Regions from separate parts of the Gossypium hirsutum genome. Here region 1 is linked to region 2. Evidence: chromatin contacts called from public Hi-C data. All regions are on one chromosome and are shown on one strand. The core of a region is the stretch at or near the end of the contact, and the rest is flanking DNA. Distances in the headings are between cores, read along the strand shown. Region 1 holds the start of LOC107914381 (transcription factor TGA4). Region 2 holds the start of LOC107914373.

Region 1 (6,025 bases), core at 1,830-4,329, 210 kb after region 2:
AACAGAACTATATCAGAATAAGATTATATGATTTCTGTAATTATGGACAAAAATAATGGTGTGCACGCATGCTTTTCCTTCCTTACGTTAAACCAATTATTTTCACTGTTCCTAAATCAATTTATCTCATTAATTTTCATGATTTTAGCAGGAAAGATGAGATTAATTGCTCCAAAAGATGTTGATCCTTCTGCAGTCTGCTCAAGTGAAATTAGAATCTCTAGTGCTACTATATTGAAGGATTTTAGTCACTAAATGACGATCACTAATCTGGGCTTAATCCAACGATGTTAGTTAGACTTGGGTGAGAGTGTCAGAAAAGGGTTTATGTCCAAGACGAATATGTTCAATCTATCCCATAGCTATGTCCAGATAATGCATCAAACATGAATACTTCAAGGAAAATAAAAGTAAAGCAACATAGTTTCAACATCATACAGCAGATCCAGGACAATATTTGCATCCATTAAACCAAGAAAAGAAATATAAAATCAGCACTATGTACAATTCAAACTTACCTTATCAATGCGTTTAGTTGCCTCTTGCTCATACTTGTTAGAAGGTGCAAGCATTTCATGGGAAGCAGTTTCAGACTGGAAAAAATTCAAATAATAAAGGTTAAATAGCACCAAAATCAGATAAACATTTTTTTTAACAACTAAGCGAAGAAATAATAAATCTGAAATTCACACCTCGTTTGATATTTTGTTATCCATTTCAGCAATCACTGATACAGATGCATGCAGATTGCTATTAGCATTAAAACTTTCTCCCCACATGCCAATCTGTTGGATAGGGTCATAGATATCCATCCGTCTTGAAGGAACAAACTGAGATTCCATGCTTCTTGAATCGAAAATGGAGGCAGCTTTTGCATAAGTTGAACTGGAAAAAGGAGTCTGAAAGGAACAACACATGGATATGTATGAGCTTTATTACTCCATGAGTATGAAGAACAGGTATAATAGCAAACATTTGGGAAGCAACAGAGAACATGATCATAAAATTTAATCAATAAGCCTTTCACAATACTAAAATTGTCAAAGATGCAACACAAATGAAAGGAATCAGTGGAAAACTTTTATATATTGATTTGTTAGGCAATCAAATCAGCCTCAGTGACCTCTCAAATCCACCATGAAAGTTTAGAAAAAGAACTAAAGAAACCAATAACAGTGAACTTGTTCTACCATGGAACTCGAACAAACATGGAATTAAAGAATTTTGATCTGCTAACTACCAAAAAGAAGAAAGAACTGTTTAAATCTAAAAAATTGATCTTACAGTTTCAACGTCAGAAGAATCATTTAAAAGCTCCTATAACGCTTCAACAATCATCAACCTTGCAACTCTTGAAGCAACTAATCTTATTACCTTGTAACTATTTCCTGTCTGCAATAGTGCATCCACATATATAGGTTATTTTTGTTCTTCTTTCTCTTTTCTCCCTTTGACTTAACTATTGCTATTCAAAAGCTATGGTACCCAGCTTTAGAGATAAATGTTGAATACGGGTAAGCATACAATATGAGTATAGGTAATGTCTAAATAAGTGCCGGATATGAGTAGTTTGGAGAAAATGAGGAGTATGAGCCTGAGAAACACAATTCAGAAGTAAAGTTCCCATTCGCTAGTAGCTGCTGAAAAAGTAACTTGATAATAACCATTCAAGTTACTTGACACTGTGAAACTGCAGTTAGCCCCTTCCATATGAACACTATAGAAGCTTAGCTATTAAGGATGATAAATCTATGGTGACATCGGCGTCGACAAGGAATGAATAGTGAAAAAACAATGAACAATGATATTCCCTCTTTAACTTTCCAAGCTCATAGAGTTTATAGTTCCATAGAAGGGAAACCAATGAATCACAATCAACTTCAATTTAGTGGTTTCAAAGAAAATATGGTTTATTTGTATCCAAGTGTATGAAAAAGATTGAAAACCCAATCATGACATCCTTATTTTCATATCATTATCCTCCATCCAACTCAGTCGTATGCTGTCAACTCTTGCCATTGTTGGAGGTCACTGTTGAACTTAACTCTTATTTTCGTGGTGGACCTATTGTTGCTCGGACCTGGATATGAGTATTTGATACGAGTATGCGTTTCAATAATTTTTTTCTTCAAAATTTTCATATATTTAGAGGATTCTTTAAAGATCAATCCTTAATCAAACATTAGTCAAATAAGGGTATTGGACACAAATACTTAAAAAAAAAAAAAAGAACACGATCAACATAGGCTATTCCTACTACAGTAGCAAGATATTCCTCCATATGATCTTTCCTAATAGGAACAAAGAGCTTCTTCTGCTATAGATGAAGTTAAGATAAACCAAAAGGATAAAGCTATGCATATGAATCTGGATGAAAATGATTTGAAAAATCTAATTGAGACATTCAATAACAACAAATAAAAGAAGATCAAAGTCTCAAATAACTATGATAATAATCACAATCAATACTTATTCAATCTGTTTTCCCCTCTGAATGAAATTCAAACCAATTCAAAATTAATAAAAGGAAAAAAGAGGGCTACCCAATAACATGGTTCAACTGAAAATCCATTTTCTGAGCTCCAAAACAGAAAAATTTTCCAGTACTTTATTAATCCATCTTGCGAGAAAAACAACAGAAGATAACTCAAATTACAAAAACTACAAAAAAAATATAGAGATATAGGTATAGAAAGGAAGAAGCTTTGTTTTAATTCAAATAAGTTGGTATGCTTTGCATTTTTCCCAGCTTTCCCGGAAACCAAACAATTAAAAAGACAAAAAACAAACCAACCTTTTGTTAAAAGAGTCGTTAGAACAAGTTTCCCGCTAAAACTTGAGGTCCAAAAACAGCAAAAAAGAAAACAAATTCCTTTCAAAAACCAATAAGCAAATAGCTTCTTCTTCTTCTCTGCGAAACCCCTAAGCTTCTGTCGTATAATGCCCCAACACCAATCCTTCTGGGAACCCCAATCGCCCTTCACACTGATCGCATCTTTTCCCCTTTATTTTATTTTATTTTATTTTATTACTACAATCAGGATAATAACGTAATGCGAGCTGAAGAAACTCGACCTTCACTTAAAATTTTAATATTCAAAAAATATATTTTTTAAAATTGGATTTGATCTTTCACACAATCTTCATCTTTTTACACTGATTATTCGTATTCAAAAATTAAAAATTATTTATTGAATTTAACTTAATAATTTAAAGTCCTTAAATAAAAAAATAAAAAAATGGAACAATTCCACGTTTTTGCACTACAACATTTAACTTTTTTATATTCTGTGGTTACTATTAGTATTTTTTAAATGATTACTTGTTAGATTTGTCTTCGTAATATCGTAATCCACAGTGAGTTGAACAGCACATTACCCATTAGCCATTATTTTAGAGGTTTTCAGAAAAATACAAAATGTTTTTTTTATTTTTATTTAAAAAATGGTCATCTTTCCACTAGCTCTGTTTATTATATACCCGACTCAACTTTCTTCCTTTAATCCACGCGCATTCCTTTCTTGCGTGTTCCTCACGTCAGTTTCCGGCGTAAAATTTTGTCCCTTCTCCTGTTTCTTCCCTTCCACTTCACGCTCTTAACCAGCGCTTGAATCTCACTCTCTTTTTCAAAAAATATTATTTAGTATAATTAGAGGTTTGGTGAACCTAATTAATCATTAAATGGTGACCCTTCCTTACATTCTTGCTCTAATTGCCCCACCCCTTCACGTCTTCTTAGAGACAATGCTGATCTCAACACTTCAAACCTGTCTCACTCTCTCTCTCTCTCTGCGTATGCTATTCCTCTAACCAAAACCTAAACCTATACCTCTACATCCTTATTTCATATAAACTTTTTTAGAACTCCTGTTTTATGAAAGTCAATTCTTACTTTTTAATATGTTGAATTTTAATTTTTGTACTTTTTATATATTGAAATTTTAGTCCTCATCTATACAGTTGTAAAATTAATCTATTTTCTCTGATTGGATCATTTTAAGTCTCTATTATATTTTTAAATTATAAAATTTTAATATTGACGCAAATAATAGTTGTTGATTCATTAATTAATTCATTAGTGAGTAACATGTAAAAATAACAAGTTAATATGACATTACACATATGATAGCATGTTTAACGTATTGACTTTTGGAAATAACAGAACTTATCTTAATGAATTTAACAATTATTGTTTGATGAGACTAAAATTTTAGAATTTAAAAAATACATAAACTAAAAATGAACCAATTAAAATGCTAGAACTAAATTAACAGCTTCACAAAACACAAAAACCAACAGCATACATATTTTTATCCATTTTCCATAATTTCACTAACTTAAATAATAATATAATATAAATAACAAAATAATTAAAATGAGACTTGACAATATTTTAAATTGACTTATGATATTTTTTTTATAATTATGGATAAACTTCTTCTTGAGAAAAAAAATAAAAAAAGAGGCAACTTAGGGTGAAATAATTAGTTGAAGTTAGGGAATAGGATAGAGAAATTCAGAATCTATACCGTTTTGATAAGCAAAGTTTGTTAATTATACAAGTTGGCTTAAGGAATTAAATCCACATCTTGGAAAGAATATGGTAGCTTTTTGACAACTACATCTTCACTTTTGCCTTTATCCATATCTACTGCCCTATTCCTATTTAAATCTCGCAAGTTTAATTCAATTTGAAATATAAATAAAAAAAATACCATCCCAACTTTCACACACCCTTTTAAACTTTAAATTAAAATAAAACAATACTTTATTTATCTTTGTCAAAAGTTTTATGTAAATAATAACAAATCGGATAGAATTTTGATGCTTTTTCTCTGGTAGATTTATTTTTTAAGTTTAATATTTTTATGATGACAAATAAATCTAGTTTTACATTTTTGGGAGAATTCCACTCCCATGTTGCATGGTGTAGATTGTAGAAATTATGAAATTCAACGCCATTCTATGCTAACTACGAATACCCATGATTCCATATGCACTAATTAGCAGCACTACAAAAATAGTTGCATATATCAAGCTATATATATATATATATTGTAGAAAGCTTTATATAATAATGGGAGATAGCCCATGTTGAGCATGTAAATTTTATTATTATTTGAAGATAACCCAATCCCATTTGTGTGAAGGATTAGCAACTTTTAGAGAGACATTTCCTAAACTTTGGTGAGGAGGTCCAATTAGTGCCGACTAAAACAACTATAGGTCAAGCATATATGACATAAATGATTAAAAGAATCATATATGAGGGATAGTTCATAATATATTAATTAATGTGAAATATGGATAATCTAGTAGGAAGAAAAGATTAAAAATGATTGAAGAGAGGATAAGTTTAAATAATTAAATTATGGATAATTATTTGATATATTAATGGTGGAGTTTTTGTATTATATAAATGATATTAAAAAATTGTCATATGTCTTTACTTGATATTTAGAAAATGAAAAAAAATTAAAAGAGACATATAGCAACTTTTTAATCAAGCTTGTGGAGTTAAAAAATCCAACCACTAATGTATCAAATAATAAGTATTAAATTATTGTTGTGATAAAATGATTCAATATGCTATAAAAATTTTAAATGCATGAGTTAATATTTGATACAATAACAGTGTATTTTTTTTTCACAAGCCGCTTTAAAAATTTACTGTTTTTTAATATTTATTTTTAATATTTTATTATATTCCTATAAAACACTTATCAACCCTAAACCTACATGTGAAGTTTAAAAACTTCATTCATAATGTACCACATATTTTTCTATATTAATAACAATATAGTGAAAAACTAAATAAAAAAAATTAACCATGTGGCTGTCTTTTCAATTCAATTGTAATTTTAAAACTTATTTTTATTAATGCTTTAAACGTTTAGAAAAATATATGCAAAACATGTAAATTTAAAATATATAATTGCCTGATGATCAAGGTATTCACCGTCCTAGGTGTGGCCTGAGTCCGAGTCACGTTAATCACGTTATTATTAGGACTTTACCCTCCTCT
Region 2 (5,495 bases), core at 2,928-5,427:
GATGATGGGGAAAGCCCGGAAAACGGAACGGAAAGCTCGAAGGACTTTGCGTTTTTGTTTCTTGGACTGTAATTCAGATGGTTGGATAAGGGAGAAGGGTTGTGGAGATGAAGAAGCTTTGGGGGTAGAAGGGTTGGGTGGTGGGGCAGTGGATCCGTCCCTGGAGTTGTCGTTGCCGGTGTTAGGCCTAGAGTCCGCCATTAATGGACGTTGATGAAGAACCAGGGACAAGGCAAGGCCATGGGAGAGAGTGGGAGATAGATGATGAGAGATGCAGATAGGTGGGCATGTTTCAGGTTAGGTAGGTATTGGTTTGAGGCATAGGATTTTCCATATGATTATGGTCAATTTTAGTTCCTAAGCCTCTGCCTCTTTATTAGGAACATTCAAAATATACATAATTTTTCATTTTGTTGGGTAGTTGCCATTATCATTATTCAAATTATACATATATTCAAGGTTAAATGCTGTTATTAGTCCCTGTATTTTGTTAAAGTTGTGAATTTAGTCTTTAGATTTTAATTTAGTCATTTTTAGTTTTTATAATTTTAAAATTTTAAAATTTTAGTCCTAAAAAACGATAAATGTTAAGTTCATTAAGTTAAGTTCTACTATTTCCAAAATCTAATGCACCAAACATATGATCATACATGTAATGCCATGTCAGCTTATTATTTTCACATATTACTCAATAAAAAAATCAATTAATGGATTAACAATTTTTCATTTGCGTCAAGATTGGAATTTCATGATTTGGAAAGTACAGGGATATGAAATGATCCAATTAGAGAATATGAACCAAATCGATAATTGTACGCATAGTGCAAAACTAGTAATTGAATTTAACCTAATTGCTACTGTTTAGGTCATAATTAAAATTTTAAAATTCAAAAAGCACATGGATTAAATTTGACCAAATTAAAATATAGTGATTAAATCAACAAGTTTTACAAAGTAAAAGAACTAATAGTATAATTTAACCTAAATTTAAATTGTGGTTTTTTTCTTGCCTTTTTCTGAATTGAGATTAATCCATTTTACTTATAAAACTATTTTGATTAATGATATTAACTCAATCAAAAGTGTATATATAAATCTAATTTTATATTTGATTTTTAATTTCATTATTTGTATTCTACCTTGAATTCATATAAAAAGTTTTAGTATTAATAAACAATAATGGGGATGAAAAAAATTAATTTTCATATATAAAATTTTCATTTTCAGAAATAATGTTATAAAAGAAAAGGGAGCAAATAGCTTTTTCTAATTTGAGAAATTACTTTAATAAGAGTGATTAGTTAAATTTTAAATAATAGTAGTTATTTAAAATTCTAAATTTTGAGCAGTCACAGATAATTTTTCTTTTAAAAGAATATTTTTTTTAAATAAATTTAAATAATATTAAAAATTTTATTATACTTGTATGCGCATGAAAAATTCATATATTCAACGCTTCCTCAACTCAACCCCTACAAATTCCTATCTCCTTAGCATTTGACGTCCCTAAAATGTATTTGGTTGGTTTAAATATCCTTTATTTCTCTTTTGATTTTAAAATTAAGTAAATTGATCTCTCGAAAAAAAAATTTAACTTTTATGCATTTGAAAACGAGTAAACAAAGATAATTAAGGATGTTGGGTCGAGGTCGATATAGAGATGAGTCTTGGGTCGAGGTCGCAACGACGGGGAAGGGGAAGAGAGTTTAGGAGAGTGATGGGATGTGAAGAGGAAATCGATTGGAAAATGTCTTAATAGAAAAAAAAAAAGGTAAGACATTTTACTAAAAACAGGCACCATTTTCTCATGTTTTGGAGATAGTTTTACCGTGGGAAATCATTTTCAGCCAAACAAACATTATTTTTTGTAAAAACTTTTATAGGTAAACAAATATACCTTTATTTGAGCTATTTCAATAAATATATGGTGATAACTTTTAAAATAAGCACAAATGATTTTAAGATGATACCCACCTTAAAGAACTTGCAGCGTTAATAGGCAGGGAACTATATGATGGTAATTTTTTTCACCTATTTGGGTTACTGTATACTGAAAAAAGGTGTTGGTCACCACAGTGCCAACACAAAAAAAAAGAAAAAAAACAAAAAATTGAAAATGGGTGTCGACCATCTACTACACAACACCTAAAATATTTTTTATACTTGGTATTACATATATTGTATAAAATACGGGTGAAAAAAATACAAATGGGTGTTGGCCATTGCACAAAAAAATATTTTTTTAATCTTTGTTCCAATCAGTAATTATTGGGAAACTTCTGACAGGGTGTTGACCATGGGGTGCTAGCACCCCTTGCACTGTTCCTTTCAAGCCATTCTCATAAATGTTTTTGAACTTAAGTTATTCTTGTAAATATTTAATTGTTTTGGGTTAGTTTGGTAAAATAGCCGCCAATTGTCAATATGCCATAATGTTCTATTAATGTTGAGGTTAAAATCTTTGTTGTGTTGATAGAGCTTGATCTTTAATATCTACAATGAGTATGGTTAATATTTTTCTAAATTATATAATTTTATTTATTAAATAAATTAATAAATTTCCCTTTGAAAAAATTATTTACATACATAAGGTGATAGTGCTTTGAATGTGAATGTTAAGGACAACCGAGTCTTATTTGAGCTATTTAAATAAATATAAAGTACAATTTAAAGAACGTTTATTTGAGGTGAAATAAATATAAAAGAATAATAGCACGAGGTTTAAGTGAAATTTTGAACAGATGGAACCGCCCCGGCCCTTTGCACTTGAGAGTACTTCTTTCAAGCCAATGATGGGGTTATTTTGAACCGTACACGGTCCGAAAAAGCATCATGTAAATTTATGTCTCTAAAATTTACTAGATTATTGTAGAAAATGAATCATAAAACAACGATGTCGTTTTCTGTTAGATGATTAAAGGGGTGGCAATTTGTTACACTGCACCCACGTCAGCGTATCGTTTGCGGTGGTTCCACTAATCGTCCACGTTGGACACCTCGAAGACACAGCATCACGCTTCTCTAATGGTCGTGATGTCCACACGCTAGACCCACACCTCTATAATGGACTGTATCTTTATCTAAACACTTTTTAATGAAGTTACTAAAAACAATTATTATTTGTATTTATTAGTGTAGTTGTTAGCTCACCCTCCGCTATTATTTGTTGGTTTAAATTATAGGATAAAAGAATAAACACATTTATACATTTTGTATATTTGAAATTTAATTTTTCTATTTTTATCTTTAAGAATTTAATTCACCTACTTTTAGATATAAAAATTTAGGTTCAGTTGTTATCATCAGTAAAATTTTTAAATTAATTATGTGATGTAAAAACTTGAAATAAAAAAAAATCCTTGGTAGTTATGTTGTAAATACTTGCTAAGAATTTTTTTTTAAAAACATCAATTTGATAAAATATTTTTTCAATTGAAATAGTGCTTTTCAAGAAAATTTGATGTCATCATTTTGATTGATATGTTAACAATATTAACTATTTAAATAAACTAATGCCATTATAAAAAGTATAGATTAAATCTCAAGTTTGAGTATAGTTTAACGGCCAAATTGAAATTTGACCATTGTCTTATAATATTTAAAAAGCAACACAAATTTTAAAAAAGATGAAAAACCTTGTGTGAGAAGCATTTAAGATATTCAAATTATATATAATCATGTAATATTGTAATAGGAAAACATTATAAAATTTATCAAATTATATATAACTATGTTGGGAATAGGATTCAGATACTAGGGTGGGTTTGGATGGGCAATTGGGTGGGGTGCGGTGCGTTTAATTTGCTTTTTATCTCACGCTACAGTATCGTTACAGTGTCTAATCTCACCGCTACTGCTGTTTTTACACTAACCACAAATAAATGCACCACTCATCTAAATCCACCCTTAATAAAAATGATGAAGGGTGGATTTATGAATAAATATCCTTATTTTGTGTTTATATGATTATGATTATATTCAATGTCTACTTTTTCCCTAAGCTCCCTCCTTCTGTCTTCTTACTTCTTTAAATAATAATGATGAAAAAATAAAACAAATAAATATCAACACGTAACAGAAATCACAATATCGGAACAAAATCGTATTGTGAAACAAAACTTTACAGCGACGGAAGGATCCCACTAGATTCGCAACTGAACCACGCCTATTAGTGAGCGCGTGGTCTTCTGCTACTATCAAACATTTCACTTTCTTAATCAGTCAGCTTTCATTAATCATCATCCACCATACAAATCCTTCTCCTTCAACATCATTACTTAAATCTCACCTTTCCATTCGTTCTTTTTTTTTTTTACTTTCGATCTCCCCCTCTTTGTTTTCCCTTCAGCTTTTCACCTACCATTCAGCAAATAATATGTTTGATTTTGGGGATGAACTAACCATCGAAGGCTACAGAATTCCATGGCTAATTTGGATCCAAATACTCGTACTCTTCCTTCTAATACTTCTTCTCTATTGCTTCAGCAGCCCCTTCGCTTTGGATCTCTCCGATGGCTCCTCCTCCGCTTCCGCTTCCCTTTCCTCCCAATCCCACTTGGATAAAATGCCTGCTCTTCATCATACTTCAACGCTTGTCTCCGCTCGTTTCCAGGTATAATCCCAACTCTTCTTTTCCTTTTATTCAATTGGGTCTGAGTCCTTTGGCTTATTTTGCTTCGTATTTGGATCTCTGGTTTATGTATCGTGTTTGGATTTGGTTGAGATTCTTTTGAGTTTAGGTTTCTTGTGGAATTAAATTTCGACGAGTTTAAATTCGAGTATTTCTGACGGATTTTTGAGTTGGGAATTCATTTGATTAGTTCAACCCAAAACACACAAGTCCAAATCAAAAGAAACGTTAGAAACTAGAACATAACAGCTAGAAATGGTACACAAACTGGAAATTCTTGGTGCTTCAATAATTTGGATATACAGTGGATTTGGGGAAATTATGTGAATGGTATTGGCTTTGGGCCCCCTTTATCTGTTTTTTTGTTAGCAAAACTATGAAATCGCATCCCAAACGCAACCGTAAAGCGTTTCCATTAGTTACTTTTAACACAAAGTTGTGCCACAAAAATCCAATCCACCAATGGAAGGAAAATGAATTTCTTTTCCAACTTTATGCTTTCTTTCAAGGCTTAGTTTAATAAATTTTTACATATTTAATTGTTTATAACATTTTGTGACTTTATTAAGTCTAATAACTATACTATAGTTTTCTCTTTCTTTCTTTTTTCAGAAAAAGAAAAATTTTAAACAACAATTTCTATTTTATGGGGAGATGGCAATAGAATCTGGATGGATGGATGGGCACGTATATTACCTTATTAATTTTCGTTTAAAATCTATAATCTGTTAATATTTTTACTAATTATTTTTAAAATTATTATAATTTAGTCATCAACACTGTTAGGGTATATATTGAAAATATAAAAATGGAGCGGAGTGTAGACTGTGAAATCCGTGAAGTAGGATTTTGTTCACTCCCCAAC

Evidence for each region. Hi-C and Micro-C count contacts between places; a contact is called where the count stands out from the background.
Region 1: a Hi-C map of leaf shows a contact between it and region 2, with 3 times the contacts expected there. The contact joins the promoter of LOC107914381 here to the promoter of LOC107914373 in region 2. A contact is called at or near these places in 6 of 34 Hi-C or Micro-C datasets (hypocotyl, leaf and seedling).

Annotation. Positions count from the first base shown.
Region 1 is chrD10:14,688,282-14,694,306 of Gossypium_hirsutum_v2.1, forward strand. It overlaps LOC107914381 (transcription factor TGA4), which reads right to left and starts at 3,080. Exons shown (of 10, transcript XR_001688804.2): 1 at 2,795-3,080; 2 at 693-899; 3 at 519-593.
Region 2 is chrD10:14,477,287-14,482,781 of Gossypium_hirsutum_v2.1, forward strand. LOC107914373 reads left to right here and starts at 4,178. Exons shown (of 2, transcript XM_016843276.2): 1 at 4,178-4,612. The coding sequence starts at 4,376. It overlaps LOC121222430 (protein MIZU-KUSSEI 1), which reads right to left and starts at 312. Exons shown (of 1, transcript XM_041103191.1): 1 at 1-312. The coding sequence starts at 201.